2 separate regions of the Hermetia illucens genome follow, and region 2 is linked to region 1. A link is a contact called in public Hi-C data. All regions are on one chromosome and are shown on one strand. The core of a region is the stretch at or near the end of the contact, and the rest is flanking DNA. Distances in the headings are between cores, read along the strand shown.

Region 1 (7,261 bases), core at 3,526-6,025:
CAACTATGTACAACAGAACAGATAACTAATGACTGGTAGAAAAGCACTATATGTCCAGTTTAAAGAATTTGATGTTATCATTAATTTTGAGATGTGACCACATCACGGTTCAATTAATTTCATTAAAATAGGTTCTTGAAGAATGATGATTTTTATCAAGCTTACGAAAATACTGACCGTTCCCGGCTTTATAGCATAATGGCCGAAATAAATCCCTAGTCTGACTGGCAACAAACAACACAATGCATCAGGATCCAAACAAGCTGGTGCTCAAAGATATGCTGGCGATCAAATCAACACAACCGTGGATAATGCGACCTGATCAATACGCCGTGCGAAGAAGGTGATAGAAGAGTAGGAGTCAATAACATATGAAGTATCAAATACATGACTCACATGTGAAAAGCTATCCCATGATGGTTAACGAATACAATTTTGGTCAGGTAAATCAATTCGCTTACCTAGGGATCCTTGTAACTAAGGATGGCAATGAACATTACGGAATTCGATGACAAATCATAACTCATTTCACACGGATTTGCCTATTATGAAATCAAGAAAGGCCAACAACAAAATGTCAAACTAAGCATCCACAAGATACTAATATGTGCTACTATATGGATGCTAAATACAGGCAGATACTATCATACATAATGTTCTATAAAAAAAGGCCGAGAACCGGCTCCTGTGAAATATCAGCTGTTATATTACAAGTCTCTAGTGTTTCATATAACGCATTAGGAAGGAAGTTGCAGGGGGTAAGTCAAGAAAATTAACAATAAGGTTCAAATCCGCAATCCGAAACTATGATGCGAAACGAACATTTCGTCGGGGCTCTCATTCGTATCCGGTAATCAACAAAAATAAAAGCATTTTAGCTTCGACGGAAAGTAAAGCCGATGTTTATGGCAGCGTCAATAATTACTGCAGATCTCTTCTGATAAAAACTACGACTGACTGACATCCTTCCTCCCCAGGGAGGAAAAATGAATCACAAGATCCCGGAGAAAAATATTTTTCGCTCCCTGCTAATTCTAAGAGTTAGAGCTAGTATAATTAGAACAGTATCAATCTTCTTTTTCTTCAGCCTTTGTCCCGTTCACAAGCTGGGTTGGCTCGTCGCCATTTGACTCTATCCCCATCCAGCGTATCAAGCCACCGTTGTTTCGGCCTGCCTTTTGGTCGTTTACCATCGACTTTGATTTTCAGGCCAATCTTGGCAAGTGAATTCTCGTTAGCGCGAATTGTATCCTATTGTACCGACCAGATCACTTTGCGTGTCATTGCGTCATCTGCGCAGCAAAAGCATTCCAGAGAATTAAGGCCATTGTCGAAGCTATTATTTCCGACGAATTTAAGGCACGTAGAGAGCGTCGAATTTTCTGTGACTGATACACCATGTTATTTTAACAAAAGGACATGAAGAACTTTAATGGGCAATGATATCTTTCCTCAAGTATCTCAATTACGCAGAGAACATCTGATCATTCTTTAACCCAACCATTCACCTTATCTAAACTGCTTTATAATTATAAAAGTATATTCAATCTGATGAATCGATAAACTCTTTCTGGGGCATTGATCTTCACAATATGTAAGACAACGAAAAACTTTCCGAGTAACACAAGCGCCTTATATTCTGTGCTGATTCATACAATTATAGATTAGCATTCCGTTTGCCCATTTCTTTGTTTAAATGCTTTTGATTTTCATCACGACTGGGATTTCAGCACTTACCCCTGTCTTGTTTCCCCATCCGCACGGTAAAACTAAGAAGCATTACGAAGACGTTCTGAAGGCTTGCCTCAGCCTTTTCTTTAGAATCATCTCAACCCAGCGCCAGTGCGTCGCTTCGAATTTTCATGTCGAGTTTATACCCACAATAACATCAATAAAATCTGAGAAAATAATGTCAGCCAACAGATCCTATTTCAGCTTACAAAGACTGTTCCGCTCGAAACGTTTCACCATAGGGTCAAAGCTCTTACTGTACAAGACTATGATCTTGCCAGTCCTCATGTATTCCTCGGAAACTTGGGTTCTTAGCAAGAAAAATTGCGAACTCTTGGCCGCGTTCGAGAGAAGAATCCTCCGAAGAATGTTTGGCTCCCTACATGAGGATGGGCGATTCCGTAGCCTACACAATGACGAAATCTATGAGCGATACCATGGCCGTCCGGTTGTGGATAAAATCCGGCTCAATAGGTTACGGTGGGCGGGTCACTTAATCCGTATGGATGAGGATGATCCCACCCGGAAAGTCTATAAGGGCAATATCTTTGGTAGAAAACGAAGACGAGGCAGACCCTGCCTAAGATGGAGCGATGGCGTAGGTCAGGACGCCAGACAGCCTTTAGGGATATCGAATTGGTAGACCTCGGCGCAAAACCGGGATGTCTGGAGTTTATTAAGGCAGGCCTAGACCGGATACCGGTTGTTGAGCCGTTGATGATGATGATTTTATATTACGTATGTATATAAACAAACTGTGGAACTGAGGATACGAGGGATTTCAGGTTTTCGAGTGAATAGGATAACTTGGAAAAGTAGCTATTATTTCTCTGACAACGTAGAGAGACAATCTGGCTGCAAAGATGTACAGATCACACGTAGAAATCACATACCTCAATGGAGTTTTTATTTGCCTGCTGGAGGCTACCAACCATTGCAGGGATGACTCCTACAGTAAAACGCGTGATTGACTTCAAATCGAATAAGCGTTCTGTTTCTTATTTCACTTGTTGTTTTCAATACATATGCGAAGTCTAAGCACAATTTTAAGTAATCTGATTCCGTCAATTGAATTCAGAGAAAGTATCCGAAATATTTATCCCGTTTATAGATTTTCGAGAAAATTATCTTCAGACCATAAACTTCCTACTGTTTGTAGATGTGTTCTTCTCAGATTCCTTCTTTTCTGTTATAATTCAATATTTTATTATCGATTCTAATGTTGGACATGATGGTTACATGGTTTCGGTTAAAGGTCTGATTTAGTATGTTCTACGCACTCTCACACCAAAAATGAGCCAAAACCAAAAGTCTGTTTAATGCTATTCCAGTAGTAGCGCTCCCAGTTATTTTGCGTTGTACTAGCTTCAGAGGTAGGTACTCCACTCTGAGTGAGTCGTAATTCGGTGTGGTCATCCTGCCGAAGAACAATGCACATAAGTCTACAATGCAACTTTAAAATGAATATTCTTACCTTTTCTTCGATGTCTAATACTACTTTTGAAAAATGCCCAGCCGGCCACTGTTTCAGTCGCCACAGTTGAGCGATTCTCGTGTTCGGAACCAATTCTTCGAATTTCCCGTGAACATTTCCGCCAAATAAAACGAATCTAGGAGAAATGAATTTTATAGAACCTTTGGGAAACGAGGCGAATCAATCTGCAGTACAATCCCGATAATTCGTATGGTCGCAATTACTAAATATAGCGAGTTCGAAATAACAATTAACTCTGGGGGTCGTCAAATTTTTACGACTTAGCTGAAAATACAAATAATCAGGATTCCACTGCATTTATTTGGTAAACCTACTCTCCTCCCTTTGTTGGCTCCAGCTTGACTGGACCGCGGGTAAAAGCTTGGACAAGCTCCACTTTCGTCAGGGCATCGTATAATTCGTTTGCTCGACACTGGAAGTCTACTTTCAGTTTCAGCGTTTTCACATCAATCTTGCAACCGATTGGTTGTGCGACTTGACTGTTGACTATTGGCTCTGAGTCGATATCGATCTTCCGGTTGAAACCGCTTGTTATTGTGGTCACGCTATCTGGCTTGATCTTTTGCTCAGAATCCTTCTTTGGCAGTATTAAACCTTTTGAATATTCCTCCTTGAGTTCTTTTACATACTTGCCTAACTGCTCTCTAATCACGCCACGGCCAGTGTTGTACATGAACAACTTCAATTTTTCCGAGTCGTCGTTCGATTCATCAATCGTTATTGTCAATTCGATGTCGTCGAGGTCATTTTCTTCCGACAAATTAGGGATCGTCACCTTGCCAGTATGTGCGTCCTTACTTCCTGGCAAGAAACCGGACCACTTAAGAACTAGATTCCACTCATAGAAGAATATTAGCTTCCCTTTCCGATTGTTTGCTGTCGCCTCGCCTTCAATTTTCTCGATCTCTGTAATTGTGCACTCGATGTTGTTCGCAGCTGTTGAAAAAGATATTCAAGGTAAGCACAATCAAGCAAGACGAAGTGAGAACGTATCAGTTTAACTGAAACATATGCCCCTCAGGCAGCAAATCAAAGCACACCGCTATTGAACATACCTACTTGGAACCCGTTAAAGAGAGTTTTCAATCGGTCCTTGGACCAAGGCGTTGCATTCTTCTCTGTCCAGTGCCAATTATTCACATTTGTGGCGTCTGGTCGCTCCTCAACTATCCATCTGGGATCGCCTTCTCCCCATTTAGCCATTCTTATAAGTGCTTATTACTTATCAGCTAACGCGAGGATTACGGATCACCTGCAAACACTGCCAAGAACTTTTCCTTCCCGGATCGAATCTTCCCAGTGTTCAAATATTTCCTAGCAACCACTTCTTAATGAAATTGCAAAGATCAATTATAACAGCGCCCGTTCTCCTAAGGAAGAAGGTAGCCGGAAATATCCACTTTAACGTCAAACTTTCACTGCAACTTTGAATGTTGCTCCTAGTAGAACCGGAGAAAATACGAGAAAATTCTATACAAAAACTCCAAAAGCAACACGAGTTCCAGCCTGATTTTGACAGTCGCTTCAACCTTCTGACATTTCAATGAAGTTCAAATAAGACATATGAGTCGAAAAGAGGCAGAACGAACATTCGAGAATTAGATCCAAAGTTCGAAAATTTACTGAAGGTTTCAGCCTTGACTGAATGTCACTTTCAGAAAGTTTTGGGTTTACTAAAGAGTCAGGATGCCAGACGCATTTTTGATAATTTTATTGACTTTCAGCATTTTTCTAAATTGAGTTGCGATCAATAGCAGATGATATTTGAATCAAAACTAAAGATTGCCATGGAATACAGTTCAGTGCACGATTTACATAGTTTTCGAACATTGGATTTTTGAAGTTTAGAAGCGAAAATGTCTTCCACTTCCTCTTCCTTTTTCGTGTGAAACGCAGCCAATATGAAAGCTAAGGGATTGGTACGGTCTAAGATTTTCCGAATTTTTACAAGTTGTGGGCGAATTGAAGTTTCGTTTGACGGTGAAATGAACACTGCATATTGTATTTGAATGATATCAAGTGAAAGTGACGAGTGTTTCACGTGGGCTAACGCGTTAAAGCCACTCCCGACGAGTCTACTGCAAAGTTTATGTTTTGTTTGCACATGTCAGAAAAAGTGTTCAATGTTCCCTATTAAGTAAAATAAGTAGCGTGAGCATAGAGGTTCCACAGAAATGTTTTTTGTTGCGGATGCTTGAGAACCTCGCGAAATAGCGGTAATTCCATCGAGAACGAAACTTCAATTCGCGTCATAACCTCAATCAGATCTGTCAACATTTGCGGGATACAGTTTTTCCTCACCATCAGATTTGCACGCATTTGTCTAAATGTTTCTTTCTCTCTTTACAGTTGAAAGAATATGAAGTTATTGGGCGTAAATTGCCCACCGAGAAGGAGCCACAGACTCCGCTCTACAAAATGCGGATCTTTGCTCCCGACAGCATTGTGGCCAAGTCACGGTTCTGGTATTTCTTGCGACAACTGAAGAAGTTCAAGAAGACTACCGGCGAAATCGTTTCTTTGAAACGCATCTACGAAAGCTCACCGATCAAAATCAAGAACTTTGGCATCTGGTTGCGTTATGACTCGCGATCAGGTACGCATAACATGTATCGTGAGTACCGTGATCTGACGGTGGGCGGAGCAGTGACACAGTGCTACCGGGATATGGGCGCCAGACATCGGGCGCGCGCGCATTCCATCCAAATTATCAAGGTAGAATCAGTGGCAGCCAGCAAAACTAGGAGGCCGCACGTCAAGCAGTTCCACGATTCCAAGATCCGATTCCCATTGGTACAGCGCGTCCACCACAAGGGCAACAGGAAACTGTTCTCATTCAGGAAGCCAAGAACCTACTTCATGTAAAGAGATAGGAGTTAATATTTTTGATGAGTCTGGAGGAAAGTACAGTGGAAATAAAGTGATATTTCCTAAACGTGTGTTTATTTGTTTGTAGACCCCAAATTCTTCGCCTTGTTTCAAAAAAGAAAGGAGAAGTGGACATGGTGATATTAGAATCCTGAACTAATGGTCATCCAGTGTATGGAATAAGGCGCCTTCCAAGCTAAAGTGAATTAAAGATGGTTAGGAAATAGTTCTAGGAATTTAGCTTCGGAAATGCTGAAGGCTTTGCGGATGAAAATGAAAAACGGCAACTAAGGATTACCAAAGTACAAGAGTTTTTCTAATTTGGAACTTAAAATGCCAGATTACAAGATCTTTATTTATTTTCTTATATGGGGACTTAGGAATAAATCTTTAAGATGTAGAGATCCTGAGACAAACATTACTTCTCACTGACACCATAACTTTTCTTTTTAATATCTCTTTTTCTTTCATTAAGTTCGAATGAGAACACAGCCAAGAATATACCCTTAAACAGAAAAAAATGAACCGATTTGATAAGAAAAGTCGGTCAGTCAGTCACGATAACAAGTTCTGAAAAATATCTTTCCTGATATTCGTCAAAAATACTTTTTTGGGAAAGGTTGACCCTTCTTTCTGTTTTCGACAGCACTTGAAGAATAGACATACAATAATCTCCTTCTATGGTGCTCGCAGCGTAGTGTGTTACCTTTTTTCAAAATAGAATAAAAGCCATTTTTTGATCAATTTCCGATATTGTTTATGAAGTTTGGTCGTCATCCCCATACTTATTGCTTTACTGGCTCTGTAAGTACTCCACGCACACCCAGCACTTTGTTGGTCCTGAGCGTTTTAAATGTATCTTTGATTTTTTCGAGTGTAGGTGTGCGTGACTTCCTCGGAATATTGAATCCATCGTTTTTTAATCTGCTCCATCTCTGTAGTGAGATCTCTCGATCTCTTTGTATAATATGTATACTTCTAGACAAGAATACTACTGTTATTCTTTTGGTTAAGCTGTAAGCGGATCTTAAGTTATGTTGACGCTAGCGTTTCCTACAGACCTTTCAGCGGTTCATCTTAATTCTAAATATCTATTTTATATTGTTTCACTCTTTTGGGTCGTTCCTGATATTGTTTATATGCTACGATTTTTTCCTCGATGGAATA
Region 2 (7,261 bases), core at 3,462-5,961, 200 kb before region 1:
TTAGGGAAATTTTAAGTAAATACATGTTAATATACTATAATGTATAGTGTATATTAGGTAAAAAAAAACACATCACCGCTTTGCCTGTATATGAACACAGCCTAGAATGATGTTACTCACAATATCGAGTTTAGTGTCAACAGTTACACCTACTGTTGAATATAATGCATGTGACCGACACAGACGGACCAAGGGAGAGTGAACCGATTTCAATAAGCTAATACAGGAAACATCGTAGCAGAAAGTACAAAAACGGTACACGATACCGTAAAAGGATGTACAGAGTCAGATAGAATTCGTAATAAGTAAAAGACAATAAAAACTTAGATAGAAATAAAAAAGTTATATAACACCTGCTATGTCAAGCTAAAAACCAGGTTTACCCGTTTAGGCCAGTCTATTTTGAACAGGCCACAGCTCCCAGCTAGGACTTTTTTTTTATTTCTCTACAAGATTCAAATGTTTACTGATGATCTTAAACAAGGATTAGCCCACATAAGCACAAATTATGCGGGCAAAAATTATATTGTATCAAATCTATACATATTACTTAATCAAGTAAACTCAGTGTCCATCAGACTGACGCGTATGGGGCTACAGATGTTAGGAGAAGTAAATAATATTTTCGTATCTATTCCTTGCAGTGTAGAAGAAATAGTAAAGCAAATTTTCTTCCGTCGTGTGAATTTGAACAGAGGAATCTGAAGAAAGATGCCTTACATTACAGTTTTAATTGAGAGCAAGAAGCATAGGATTTTTCATTCTGTAGTCTGTTATAAATTGTTCAACATTGTCAGCATTGCAGCAGTGTGTGGGATTCACACCCGCGCGGGACCACCGTGAAGTATTACTTCGCGGGGGAGGCTCTGGTTCGCTATACCAGCTCGTCCATGTCACGTCTCCGTCGCGCCGCCTTCCCAGCTCGATCCAACTCCAGGAGTTTTGTCTGCACCACGGCTACTGCCTCATTTACCGCCATCCAGTTTTCCTCCGACTTCAACATCTCTTCCACCAGGTTGGAGGGCTCGATGTCCGCCCCTAAGATGCTGTTCAACGTCCTTTTCTGCTGTAGAAATCTGGGACAATAGAACATAACATGCTCCGGGTCCTCGAGTGTAGCACCGCATTCAGGACAGTTGGGAGACTCGTCCAACTCGAAGCGATGCAAGTACTTCCTATAGCCGCCGTGCCCCGTAAGGAACTGTGTCAGGTGGTAATTCAATTCTCCGTGCTTTCGGTTGACCCATTTCTCGATGCACGGGATCAATGTATGGGTCCACCTGCCCTTGTCGGAGTTATCCCATCGTTGTTGCCACTTGTCACACAACTCTCTCCTGATGGCTTTTCGGAAATCCGCATTCACCTCGGCTGGATTTGCCTTCCGTTTTTCGTAGAGCCAGTGTGCCTCGCTCGCTAGAAGATCTATAGGGATCATTCCTGCGATAACACACACTGCCTCCGTCGAATGCGCTGCACACCCTTAGCGCAATTGGCCGGTATGCCGAACATATCTTCCTCCGGTTGACCGCGTGGTTCAACGCTCCCGCCCAGACAGGGGCCGCGTATAGCAGGATCGACCTCACCACTCCCGCGATGAGTAGCCTGCGACTATACTTCGGCCCTCCCACGTTAGGCATCATCCTTGCAAGGGATGAGCTGGCATTTGCTGCCTTTTCTCGCGCATAATCCAAGTGTCCCTTGAAACTCAGCTTGGCATCGATCATCACCCCCAGGTATTTGACAACCGATTTTGAGACGACCTCACGATTACCAACCCGGATGGTAACCGTGTTGTTCTTCCTACGGTTGGTAATGAGGACCGCCTCCGTCTTTTCGTCCGCCAGGTCCAGCTTGGCCATTCGTAACCATGACTTGATGGTATGAATGGCTTCATTTGCTTAAAGCTCCACGTCCTCGGGATGCTTTGCAATTGCAATTACCGCCAAGTCGTCCGCAAAACCAATCAGCGTTGTCTCCTCCGGCACGCGAAGGTCAAGCGCTCCGTCGTACATTATGTTCCACAGCAGCGGTCCCAATACAGAACCTTGAGGCACACCTGCTGTCACAATGTACTCCTTCGGCCCGTCGTCCGTCTCGTACCAGAGAAGTCTATCCGAAAAGTAACTCTCGATGAGCCGAGCCAAGTAGCTAGGAACACCCAGTTTGGCCAAAACGCCCTTAATCCAGCCCCAGTTGGCTGAGTTAAAAGCATTTTTGACGTCCAGCGTCACCAGAGCACAGCATTTGCCCATGGCCATCGCATTTCGAGCCAATTCCACGACCTTTGCTACTGCATCGACCGTAGAACGGGCTCGCCGAAACCTATATTGCCGCTCTGAAAGACCACCCTCAAGCTCGATGAACGGGAGCAGCCTGTTGTATATCACCCTCTCCAACATCTTCCCCATGGTGTCTAAGAGACAAATAGGGCGATATGAAGAGGGCACGCCGGGTGGTTTTCGAGGCTTCGGTAGCAAGACCAGTTTCTGCCTCTTCCACTGGGCGGGAAACACTCCTTCCGCCATGCACGATTCGAATGTGCTTGCGAACCACCTTGGTCTGGCCTTGACTGCCACCTTCAGAGCCCTGTTCGGAATTCCGTCCAATCCCGGAGCCTTGCTGTCCCCAATACGTCTGCAGATTTCCCAAAGTTCCTCTTCGGTAACATCAGGGATCGAGAAGACGTCCTGCTGAGCTGCCAGTTGGGGTTCTCTTTCGTCCTGCTCCTGCTGCGGGAAAAGTTGCAATTATTTGCAACAAGAGCCGTGGGCATGTCACCTGAGGTGATTTTCGCCCGCGGATCTTCTTCATTCGAATCGAAGGTACCTAAAAGGTTGTTGGAATTCTATATCTTTTTTAACATTAAAATTTAGCTTGTCAATTGATTGAATTTGTTGCCCGATTTTTACTGCTTTTCAATATACAAATAATTGCTCGTATAGTAGAACAACCAAAACTAAACTCGGTAAATATGAAGCAATTCATCGTACAAGTATTATTATTCCTCTTATCATTTGCATATAACTACATGCCTATAGGAAATTAGCATAGGTGCAACAAACGTTAAAATAATAGAAATAGTCCTCACGTCATCATCGCTCACATCCCTAGCAACCTCTTAATATAAAGTAATATTACTTGGCTATGACACATCTGTTAATATGAGTCCAAAAAGTGGAAATGGAAGTGGCGGATATTTGTTTGGAATGGAAATCGTTGACACACAAAGCAGCAGAGATCACTCAAAGAACACGAGGCTCTCTAAGCTGCAATTGCAACCTGAGAAAGTTTTCGTAAGGCAAATTCTCGCCTCGAAGAGTTGCGAAGAAAATAAAATGGCGCCTGGGAAATATATGAGTGAGAACAAGATAACTACAGTAATTGCGCAGGAAGGTCGAATATAGGTTAAAGAGAGAAGAATAGAGTGTAGGCATCCATTTAGCAGTAAATCCAGTTTTAGTTTTGTTAAAAATATTCGACGATTTGGTTAAAAACACCTGAAAAATGCGGCTATTCTAGTCACAGCACTGATATGAGACTCTTCGATGTGAAACAACATTAGTCTCACATGACTAACACGTCCACCTGTCGATGGGAACATTGTCGGCAGGTTCCATTTATGCCGAAGGCAAATTTCCAAGTTTTCACTAATAGCCTCGCAACATGCCAATCCAAATATTTTACAACTAGTTCTGATATTTTTAGTGAAGTTTTTTTTGTTTGTGTGGCACTTTTGCCGCGGACAATGCAGTTCACTTTAGTTTCGTTGCTGCTTACCTTGCTGATGTCTCGCCATAGATTCAGTGGGAATATGCTGGCTCATACAGAAGCGTTCAACCAATAATATCCAACTGGAAAAGTCATATCGCACTCGTTACTTTACACACCAAAACAAATATTTGGTGGAATTTCCGATTTCCTTGTTTTCACTTCAACTTGACACTACGCCGCACAAACACAAATGTACACTTGGTCGCCTTTTGACACTTGGAAAATGGCAGGCTGTAAAACTAGATTGAGGCTAGGTGGATTACTTCATTGCCTTGAAATCGCGGCCTTTTCTTTACTGCTATGGCCGCGCAACGGTTAGTAATCTCCTTGAGTAAAATGCACGCAGATCGAATTAATAAAGATGTGAGGGAGAAGTGAATTCATCCGAATAGTGTTGAGTACCGGACAAACTTCCACGGCACTTGGCAAATTATGGGTGACAAAGATAAACCGACCTCAGTTTGTCTTGCACTTCTTCGCGTCCATTCGAGCGGCCGAAGCAATTCCAATTTCGTGGAAGCTTCGTTAGTTTCCACAAATATTCTACCAAATTCGATTGAGATATCGCAATGTGTATCCCGAAATGGAAATTGTGCTGGCACTTGCTTTGCGATTGCAAATAGTCAGCCGTTTTAGTGACAAACCGAGCGAATGAATAGGACCACCGACACCACGCCTGCAAACTGACGTCACACACGTTTCCAATCAGTCACTCAACTGACGACTACCTTGCGAAAATTTTCGAATAAACTCTGAATCAGCCCGACTGGAAGATTGGAAAACTGACAGTTTCTCAAATACATTCTGTATGAAATTTCGAATAAGAATGATTGGAAGCACTATTAATAAATTTGACCAATTTCCAAATGTTTTATTTAAATTATATGATCATTCCCAAACATTGGTTGTTAAGATTAAATTATCGGTGCACTAAATTGTGCCAAAGACAAGGGGGATTTGATATTCTCTGGTCCAAAAGTGGTGGCGCCTATATAAGTAGAATCTCACGCACTGCTATCAGCGACTCTCCCATTAGGCAAACTCGACCACACTTGGCTAAATATGACGTCGTTTCTGAATGACATTTTGCCCTAAAGCGCAGAAATCATATGTTAGCTTGTGTTTACATTCGGATTACCCGTCATTTTCTGTCCTCGTATTTAGTTAATTGTCCTGCCTCACCATGCAAAAGCCTCCACAACGTGATATTATCAAAATTATCTTCCAAAATTTTATCAACTCTCTGAAACCCCGGCAAATTCGAGGCAATTATATTGGGGAAGATTATTTTGGTAATAAGTATTATGAAATACCGGCGAACCCGTCAATTGGGAAACGGAAGCCTTCGCGCTGGTTCGAACCCGCTGAAAAGAATGCTTTTGATCAAGAGCTCACAGCTGAATGGGAGGCGTGGTTACGTGGACGCAGGTAATAAAAGCGGTATTAGTGTTTCATTTGAACATTTTTCGACCTAATTTGCAGGAACGATCCACCTACTCGCGAGGAATTAGTCCGAAATTTACAGATCATAGAAATGAAAAAACGAAACGCTGCTGAATTAGAACAGAAGTACGGGAAACCAAGCGGCCAGGAAGAGCTGCCAAGGGAGCAAAAAGGATTGGCATCTTTTCCTCAATATGAAGAATATGAGAAAATTCCAGGAAAGGATCCAAAAATTAAATCATAACAATCAAACTATCCTGTAGAGATTGTAATTTAATTCACTTGAGCAACAATGGATGAATAAAGTAGTATAAACAAGGGCCAATGTTTTCCTTCTTACCCAGATCGTAGAAAGTAAAACTAGTTCCGAGTTAGGAGAAATCGACCCCCCGCCTCCCCCCGTCGGCCTCATCGGAAATTGGGGAGAGAAAGTGCAAGGATACAGCACGGTTGGCAGCGCTGCTGTGCATCAATCATTTATTTAAAGGTTTTTATTTGCAGTGAATCCTCAAGCAATACAATTATTTCATAGAATAAACTCAAGGGAGGTTTCCTAGCAAACTTCCCAAATTTGCAAGGAACCTATTATTAACATTCTTTGAACAGATATTGCAACTGCTTTGAAGCCCCCATTCCATGTAGAAGCACAATAGGTTTCTCCCCTCCACTACAGAATCTTGCCATTCACTGTTCGCCTGCATTCATAAAATGTGTTGGCTTGAATATAATTTGAACGGTGTTAGGTGCAACAAACAGGATTAATTTGTGTAATTGTTAAGAAATGGATCCTACCTTACAATCTGCTTATAAGCAATTCAATGGCTTGACTGCATGCATATGTAGGGGTCGAACTTTCATTTCTTAAAAGTTATGGCAATTCAAAGTTGAGAAATTTCACATTTACAGTGTTTAAAAACCGCCTCTACTTCCATTTCGCGTTTAAAGTATGCAAGGTCGGCCCATCATTTATAACCACCGCAGCCACTGTGGCAAAACGTGAAATTCAAAGTGTGATTAAAACTGGAATATAGTTATAACATGGAGCCAACATTTTTTCTTTTATGTAAGATGCAGGCAATGACAGATTTTTCTTTAAAAACCTGACGATACATTTTTCGTCAAACGGCAACAACAGCTTTTCGATGAATTTCAATTGTTTCTTATATTTGATGGCACATGCAATCATTTTAGGTGAACAGGAAAGAAGACTTTTAATATTTTACACTCTTTGTGAAAGCTTGCTTCTCGGGAGAACGATGCGGACCACGTCCCATTTTTTCAAACAATTAGATTTTATTTCTTCTATTATCAAATACGATCAAACTTCATACGAATATTTCAGTCTATGAAAGGAAGAACAGTAGTAAAGCCTGTCAGCAAACTCCAAACTGCTATTATTTTTCCCATGCTGAATGGTTGCTTCTTAACAGAAATTAATATCAACAAAAGGTCTGTTATAGTGAGCTGCTGCAAATTTAGCAACCGCCAAATTCATAAAAAGTTGAATGCAGGAGGCGAAGATGTTGCGTTGGAATAGTGACGTGACACATTTTGATCACATCCGAAATGAAGATATCTGCGATCGTTATGGAGTTGCACCAATTGTGGAAAAATTGCGAGTGAGGTGTCTTCGATGGTATGGTCACTTGCAAAGATTTGTCTGAACATCGCAGTCGATGGTAAAAGGCCGAAGGGCAGGCCGAAGCAACGGTGGCTTGATACACTAGATGGGGATTTAAAGGCCTCGAGATTGCACCCAGATAGGCGCTTGTGAATGGGACAAACGCTGAAGAAAAAGAATAAGAAATGGAATAATTGCCAGATTTTGTGTTCACGAACCCTTAAAAAGGAAAAGTAATTTCACGCTTAATTATTTTTTACATGAGCATTTTAATAACTATATCAATGATTTTTGTACATATTTCAGCCGGATAAGTCACCGTGGTCAAATAAAGCTTGGTCGTATAATTCAGCAATTACCCGTCGGCCTCCAAAAAATCGTCCATGTAAAGCTTCGCGGCCCCTTTCCGCTTCTGCAGCTGTTGAA

What was found. A called contact is a pair of places that touch in the nucleus more often than the background predicts.
Region 2: a contact with region 1 is called in a Hi-C map of an unstated tissue, with 2.3 times the contacts expected there. The contact joins the promoter of LOC119655268 here to the promoter of LOC119654325 in region 1. A contact is called at or near these places in 2 of 2 Hi-C or Micro-C datasets (an unstated tissue and whole body).

Annotation. Positions count from the first base shown.
Region 1 is chr4:172,834,286-172,841,546 of iHerIll2.2.curated.20191125, reverse strand. It overlaps LOC119654325 (activator of 90 kDa heat shock protein ATPase homolog 1), which reads right to left and starts at 4,775. Exons shown (of 4, transcript XM_038059653.1): 1 at 4,282-4,775; 2 at 3,541-4,162; 3 at 3,206-3,341; 4 at 2,699-3,148. The coding sequence starts at 4,429. The coding sequence ends at 3,014. It overlaps LOC119654326 (60S ribosomal protein L18a), which reads left to right and starts at 4,990. Exons shown (of 2, transcript XM_038059654.1): 1 at 4,990-5,145; 2 at 5,576-6,161. The coding sequence starts at 5,128. The coding sequence ends at 6,091.
Region 2 is chr4:173,030,085-173,037,345 of iHerIll2.2.curated.20191125, reverse strand. LOC119655268 (NADH dehydrogenase [ubiquinone] 1 alpha subcomplex assembly factor 2) reads left to right here and starts at 4,711. Exons shown (of 2, transcript XM_038061081.1): 1 at 4,711-5,199; 2 at 5,254-5,533. The coding sequence starts at 4,955. The coding sequence ends at 5,458. It overlaps LOC119655265 (serine/threonine-protein kinase 10), which reads right to left and starts at 4,503. Exons shown (of 13, transcript XM_038061066.1): 1 at 3,778-4,503. It overlaps LOC119655266 (poly(U)-binding-splicing factor half pint), which reads right to left. Exons shown (of 9, transcript XM_038061070.1): 9 at 7,085-7,261. The coding sequence ends at 7,138.